2 separate regions of the Mus musculus genome follow, and region 1 is linked to region 2. Evidence: chromatin contacts called from public Hi-C data. All regions are on one chromosome and are shown on one strand. The core of a region is the stretch at or near the end of the contact, and the rest is flanking DNA. Distances in the headings are between cores, read along the strand shown.

Region 1 (3,295 bases), core at 757-3,256, 530 kb after region 2:
GACACACACCCTCCTGGCTCTGTTCCAGGGGCGGGACATCACATCTTACTGTCCCTTACCTGGCCAAGAGAAAGGGACAGACTTTGCCAAGAGCTAGTTCTGTTACATCTTCCAAATTCCCTTTCTCCTTTCTTTCCTTTTGGTGAAGAGTAAGTTGTTTTCTTGGTCTAGGGGAAGGGTTAGGCAAAGATTAAAAATTTGGTTCCTCAGTGTGCCTTACAGAGTTGGGTTTTGTGGGCAACCTATAACCTTCACTTCATGAATCCTAGATTCATCTTCTAGTGCAGTGGTTCTCAACTTTCCTAATGTGACCATTTAATACAGTTCCTCGTGTTGTGGTGACCCCCAATTATAAAATTGTTTGTGTTGCTACCTCATAGTTATAATTTTGCTACAATTATGACTTGTAATGTAAATATCTGATATGCAGGACATTCTTAGGCAACCCCTGTGAAAGGGTTGTTTGACTACAACAAGGTCACAACCAACAGGTTGAGAACTGTTGTTCTAGTACATTGTGCATGTCGCAAATTCACTTTGCAAACAAGATGAAAGACTGTTTGAGCCACTGGCAATGTCTGGGATGTCTGCTCCATGACAAACGTTACATCAATTTGATCACAGGAAGTAAGCTTAGTGTCCATGAATGTTGCAAAAACTATAAAATTATACAGCCATGGGCCACTTGATGATGGATATCCAGAGAATGTGTCCCTAGACAATGTCATTGTGGGTGAACATTATAGTGTGTATATATATATATATATATATATATATATATATACCCAAGTGGCTTAGGTTAAAAAAAAATTCAACTTAGCCTCTTGACTAACAAGACTTGAGGTAAAAGGATATATGAGACTTCTGCTGGCAAAATACAACACATTGGCTTGTAGTATATGAGCCTGGGTTCCGAACTAGAACACTAAGAATATCAGTGGCATAGTGTAGTAAATTATACTTATAAAGAATTATGTGTCATACCTAATTGCAGATGCTATTTTCAAAATGACTGGTATGCAGAACTGTTCCCTACATCAGCATCAGCACCAACAGAGGAGGAATGCATTCTGTTCTCACCATTGTCTTCCGAGACCACTGTCATTCATGTGGCTGATGATGACAATGTTGACATGTGGCATGTGGCTATAAATGAGACAGGCTAAAGTCACTGATTTCCCAGGACTGCTAGATCTTCCATAGCATCCTAAGCCATAATTTTAAACAGTAATCCTGGCTATAAGTTGTAGCTCATTATGCAAGCCAATATTTGCTTACCAAAAGCCTGCTTGCTTTTTTTTTCTCTTATAATGCAAAATATACTGGGGTAAAGAAAATTCAGCCCAGTTCTGAGCACTTATGCAAATTACAAAGGACTCGAGGGCTCATGGTGAGGAATAAAATCTGATCTCAAGACATGCAACCATTAATAAGAATGTCATGTAGCATCCCAGTCCCAGAAGTAGCCCAGGGTCACCTCCATCAGACAACCGTCACCCTGGCACCTTCAGCCTGGCTTAGACTGCTGCTGTAAACAAGCCCTTGGAATTACTTGGATTTATTCTTAAAGGTAACACAGACAAAATCCAGCTTTGTGCAGCACATACTTGTCTGTGGCATTTAATGACATAGGAAAATCCCTAAGAAAGCTGCCTGGAATAGCTCTGAGAGGTACCACAGTTAAAAATAAACCTTATTTTCTAAGTTTAGGCCTCGGGTAGCTTGGGTAGGCATCCTCCCAGGAAGGGCTGAAGAAATTATTTTAGTTCTAACTATGTATTTTTGAAGCTAGGGAGAGTTATTTTGGTTCCCATTCTGTACATGCAGAATGGTGGTATTTTAAGCTGCATGTGTAAGATTAGGAGTTTTTAATCACAACTAGTTGGGTAATCTTCCCTTGCCCTCACTTGCCCAACTGCCACACCGGAGTATGGTCTGGCAGCATTCCCTGTAACTGGGATTGTCAGGGAGCAAGAGGCAGAGACGACTGGCCTGCGCTCAGGAGGGGCAGCAGCTGCGGCAAGCACGGGAGTGGCTGGCAGCGAGCCTGGTGCAGAGAAGGACATGCCCACCCAGCTGGTGCCTGTGAAAGCCAATTTCTGCTCCATGGTCATGATCATGACTTTCACGGGAGCGGTTGGAGGGCATCTACGTGACGAAGTTCCGAACAGTTGGATTTATTTTCAATTATTCTATACAAAACATAGTACCAACCATAGAATATACTCAGCACCAAAACTCAAACGCCAGTGACTTGGCACTAAGCATGATGATATACTCACAGCTTCACTTGAGTCTTCCACCCCGATCAGCACTGCACTCTTGGGTCCCACAGTTAAGAACAACCAGATTCTCTTTTCCTGTGAATTTAGCTCTCAAAATTGCCCAGAGATTTAAAATTATATGAATGACTAAAAGGAAATTTTAGTAGACATTTACCTGCGTGTTCTAGAAAGCCTGAAATCTAAGGGGTAAGTCTCTGACAAATTCTGAGTCATGTTGGGAGACAAAGTCCATTTCTCACTAGCAGGGACCAAAGAGCTTGACTTTCCCTTCCCCAGCATTTCTTGAATCCAAGGCTTGACTTAGCTTAACCCAAGCTTTATCACCAACGTTTCTTTTCTTCCCTTTTCCTCCCTTTCTCTCTCTTTCCATTTCTTTTCTTCCCACTAAGAGAGTGTCTCTTGCTAGGTAGCTTAGGCTGAACTTGAACTCACTCTACAGACCAGGCTGGCACCTAACTCCCAAGCTTTCTGTCTCTGACTACTAAATGCTAACACTGTAAGCATGGATGACTATGCCAGCCTCCCCCTAAACCATGGATGAGTAACATCAAGAGACAGGAACAGAGAGCAAATCCCCATGGAACAGAAACAGCAGAAAAGCTGTAGGCTGGGGTTTGGCAGTGTAGATCAGCTATGGGTAGTGATTACTGAAATCAACCGTCCTGCTTTTAGCAGACAGGTTCATGGTATGACCTGATGCTGTATTTCTTACCTCTTGTTTCTTTTTGTTTTGTCCGATGTCCACCTCCCTGATCATTCATACAATACATACACACACACACACACACACACACACGCACATGCACACGCACACGCACACACATACCACTGCTGAAAACAGATGGACTTTGGCTCCCAATTAAACTCTGATTACTAAATAAACTGTAGCCACATAATTTACTTCACAAAGAGGCATTAGACCTTAACGATTCTATTAAACAAATACCTTATATTTCCTTCTAAATTGGACTTACATAAAAAACGACTTTAAAAACAAAATAGCAGTCAGA
Region 2 (3,522 bases), core at 156-2,655:
GTTGCTATGCAGGCCTTAGCTCCAGACATCAGGCTCTCAGCTCCCGGGCACCCTCTGACACTCACTCTTCAGTTCTGCTACTTCTTTGCCACTGCTGTTGCCTCTGCCACCAGTGTCGGAAGCCCCAGGGGTCTTACCTGACCATTATACAATTCAGTTCAGCCTGCTCTACCCACGATACAGACCACAAGTAAACTAAGATATCATTCAGGAGAGGAACTTCTTGGGTCCTACTGTTAAAACACAGAGGGATATCATGAAGGAGAGGGACTCCTCAGACAAACAACCTGCTTGCACAGGTAGAGAGGGGACATGGCATGCTGGTGCTTACGTTTTGAATCTCTCTCTCAGTGACAGCCTGGATATGTGAACTTCCCTACTGTCTCAATCACAAGCTCTTTAAAAGCACCACTGACAAGCCTCCTGTAGGTCCAGCCTCTCAAGGTTTGGGTTGAGGCTGAGCCCTACTCTTCCTCCCAATGGGGCTATGACCCACGGGTTGAGATCCCTGGTCTAGAGCAAGGCCCCCAGAAGCTGAAGCCTATGGCCTCAGCCACAGTCCTGATCGCTGTACTCCTTGTACCCAAGTCTAGCTTCTTTAAGGCATCCATGAAGTGCTCAAAGCCAAGATCCCACTATGACAGTTTAGCCAGTAGCCAGTAAGAGGGATTATTAAGCTAACAGCCCCCATTCAAGGTAATGGGATACAAAGAAGAATCTGACAGCTGTCAATCAAAAGCTCAAACTGGCCAGGTTCCCAGCAGCTTAGCTTATTTGTGGGGAAAGTAAACACTAAAAGGTGCTTACAATAAAGACCTGTCATAGCATTAGCATTCTTAATAATATTTAACAGTGCTTAACTCCTAGTTAATTGCCCTTAGGGAGAGCTGGTCTTTCTGATCCCTTTTAATACATTACCTGCATGTCTATTCCAACGGTGTATAAACAAAATTATTATTGCCGGCCATATAAAAGTACAGCATATATAATTATGTGCAGCACATAATGCTTCCTAATTAACTGTGTTACTGGTTCATATATTTGCTATCACTATTTTTATTGTTGGAGGATTCTTCTACACATAGGAGAAATGTACTTTAAGGGAGGAGACCTGCTTGAGCTGGCAGCAGCTTCATACACGGTGTTTACATTTCTCTACGGCATCAAGGAACAATGTCTGGCGACTGCCTACGTCTGTGTTAAGTGCACACTGTGATGCTCACACAACACCAGCCAAATCGTGCAACGGCCCGGTTCTCAGAGTGCATCGTCATCACTGAGTGATACATGACTAAGAGCCACAGAAAGAAATCCCTGCAAAACTTCCCGAGAACAAGGGAGGAATGAAGCAGAATTAAAATGTTTGTGCTCTCACTTGCAGCACAAGGGACATCTTCCCCATTGTGTTAACATGCTTGCCAGGAACCCCACTGACTGCACTGAGCTGCAATTTGCCAGTCCTGCTTCGTGACAACACACTGCAGAAAAACGAGGAGCAAGGGATTTCTCCCCCTGAGTTCTCTCTCATGCTTCTAAATTCTAAACAGAGAATGCCTTCAGACAAGGCTTAGGCATTTTAAATGAAGATGTTTCTAAATCCTATTCTAATAAGGAGGAAAGAAAAAAAAAAAAACCAGTGTGCCTATCCACAGGGAGGGGGCTGTTTTGAGTGAGGGTCTTCTGTGGAAACCAGGAGAAATGGGGTTTTTCTTGCTGATGCAGGTGAGTGGGGTGCGGGGGAGGCACTCACTTTAAAATTCTACAGGGCAGGCAGACAGTGTAGATTTGGAACCTCTAGGGCAGAGGTTCTCAACCTGTGGGGTGCAACCCCCTTGGGGGGTCACCAAACAGATAACTTGCATATAATTTACATTATGATTCATAACAGCAAAATTACAGTTTTATGGTTGGGGGTCACCACCACATGAAGAACTGTGTTAAGGGGCCACAGCCTTAGGAAGTGTGAGAAGCTCCGGCCTGGCAGGAGTCTCTAAATCCAAGGCAGAGCCACACTTGGGGCGGGCACTCAGTGTCTGAATATGGAGGTGAAGCAAGTTTAGATTTGCCTTATTAAAGATTGCAGATGACGCATGTTGTTTCTGGAAATTCTGTGTGATTTTATTGTGAAATTCTTGTAAGAAGTCACAATCTTAGAGGAGTGCTTTCCTGCCTAGTCTGGCACCTCGAAAGTGTTGCTAACACGAGTCTGTTCTCAGGCAGAGAACCAATGCCAGCTAAGAATCTGAAAACTACAGTTGCCTACAGTTGCAATAAATATGCTAATAAATGGACACAAAAAAATACACACAACTTAGACACACATAACAGTGTATGTGATTTTCATGTCATTATCTGTATTAACTTATAATTACAGCTCTTTTTTTTTTTTTTTGGTTTTTCGAGACAGGGTTAGCCCTATATAGCCCTGGCTGTCCTGGAACTCACTTTGTAAACCAGGTTGGCCTCAAACTCAGAAATCCACTTGCCTCTGCCTCCCAAGTGCTGGTATTAAAGGCATCCTCCACTACCGCCCGGCTATAATTGCAGCTCTTAAGGGAGCTGGAACTAAATGCCATATCTTTGGAAATTGTTTTTAAATAATTATTTTCAACATTATGGTCCTAGAAATAACTTTCATTTACCTTGACTTGGATATCCAATTCCAGATATTTATTTAAAATCTTCTCTGATTCAGAAGGGCTGGAAGCAACATCCAATGTGGTAGCAAGAATGGGCCTGATTTCCTGAATTGACATTTCCACCTTAGGGAATAGAGAATATATTGTAGTCTTAAAAATATATACTTATATAAAGGAGTGTACATATAAGGAAATATTGTTCCATACATCACCATTGTATTTTAAATGTATATCATTTTTGTATAAAATAGCTTTAAATTTTGAAGAATTTCATATTTTGATAATGCTGATCTTCATATGATGCCATACTGATAAGCTATAAATATAGTCTTTCACTGACAGCAATGACTACAAGCTATCATCCCTGCATACCCATGAAGAGCTTTTCTATATTGCCCACAGAGGATGATAATATACTTGCTAACATGTTAGCAGAGATGAATTCATCTGTATGTTGAATGAGACCAATTTGCTGGCACAAGTAAGCAAGCATTCCAAACGGAGGTGTTAGACTACCCTACAGACAGTTGTATTTAAAGCTGGGGAGCTCTGGGAAATGCCCTGTCCAGACGATAGTGAAAGCAGGGACCTACTTGAATCATTTCACTGATGAATTGAGGGAATTGTGATTTGATCTTTGGTTCACAAGAACCAGTGACCTAGGTGACCCTGGAAGGGCTTCATTCCACTCGAGTTATTTCCTTCATCCCTTGCTTTCTATAGAATGCACACCCTCCACAGCTAAGTCAGCAATCAGATAAGAAGCAGCCATTGTTTAAATTCCTGGTGTGTCTTCCACAATCACCGAATTAGCTTGACTCTCAAGTGGTCAAGCTGCTCCTGTGATCAAACTCTCTCTGGACCCAGGCAACCAGATACAGCT

Evidence for each region. A called contact is a pair of places that touch in the nucleus more often than the background predicts.
Region 1: a contact with region 2 is called in a Hi-C map of cortical neurons, with 2.6 times the contacts expected there. The contact joins two enhancer-like sites.

Annotation. Positions count from the first base shown.
Region 1 is chr2:77,587,690-77,590,984 of GRCm38.p6, forward strand. All of the region lies in intron 3 of Zfp385b (zinc finger protein 385B), which reads right to left. Among named protein-coding and RNA genes, the nearest start is that of Gm13944, 130 kb to the left of the region's middle. Within about 2 kb of position 2,007, at least 29 of the 459 cell types and tissues checked have an H3K27ac peak or open chromatin away from gene starts, as enhancers often do. A contact at or near this core is called in cortical neurons, where this site is marked.
Region 2 is chr2:77,055,251-77,058,772 of GRCm38.p6, forward strand. It overlaps Ccdc141 (coiled-coil domain containing 141), which reads right to left. Exons shown (of 24, transcript NM_001025576.3): 10 at 2,643-2,762. Among named protein-coding and RNA genes, the nearest start is that of Gm39862, 14 kb to the right of the region's middle. Within about 2 kb of position 1,406, at least 16 of the 459 cell types and tissues checked have an H3K27ac peak or open chromatin away from gene starts, as enhancers often do. A contact at or near this core is called in cortical neurons, where this site is marked.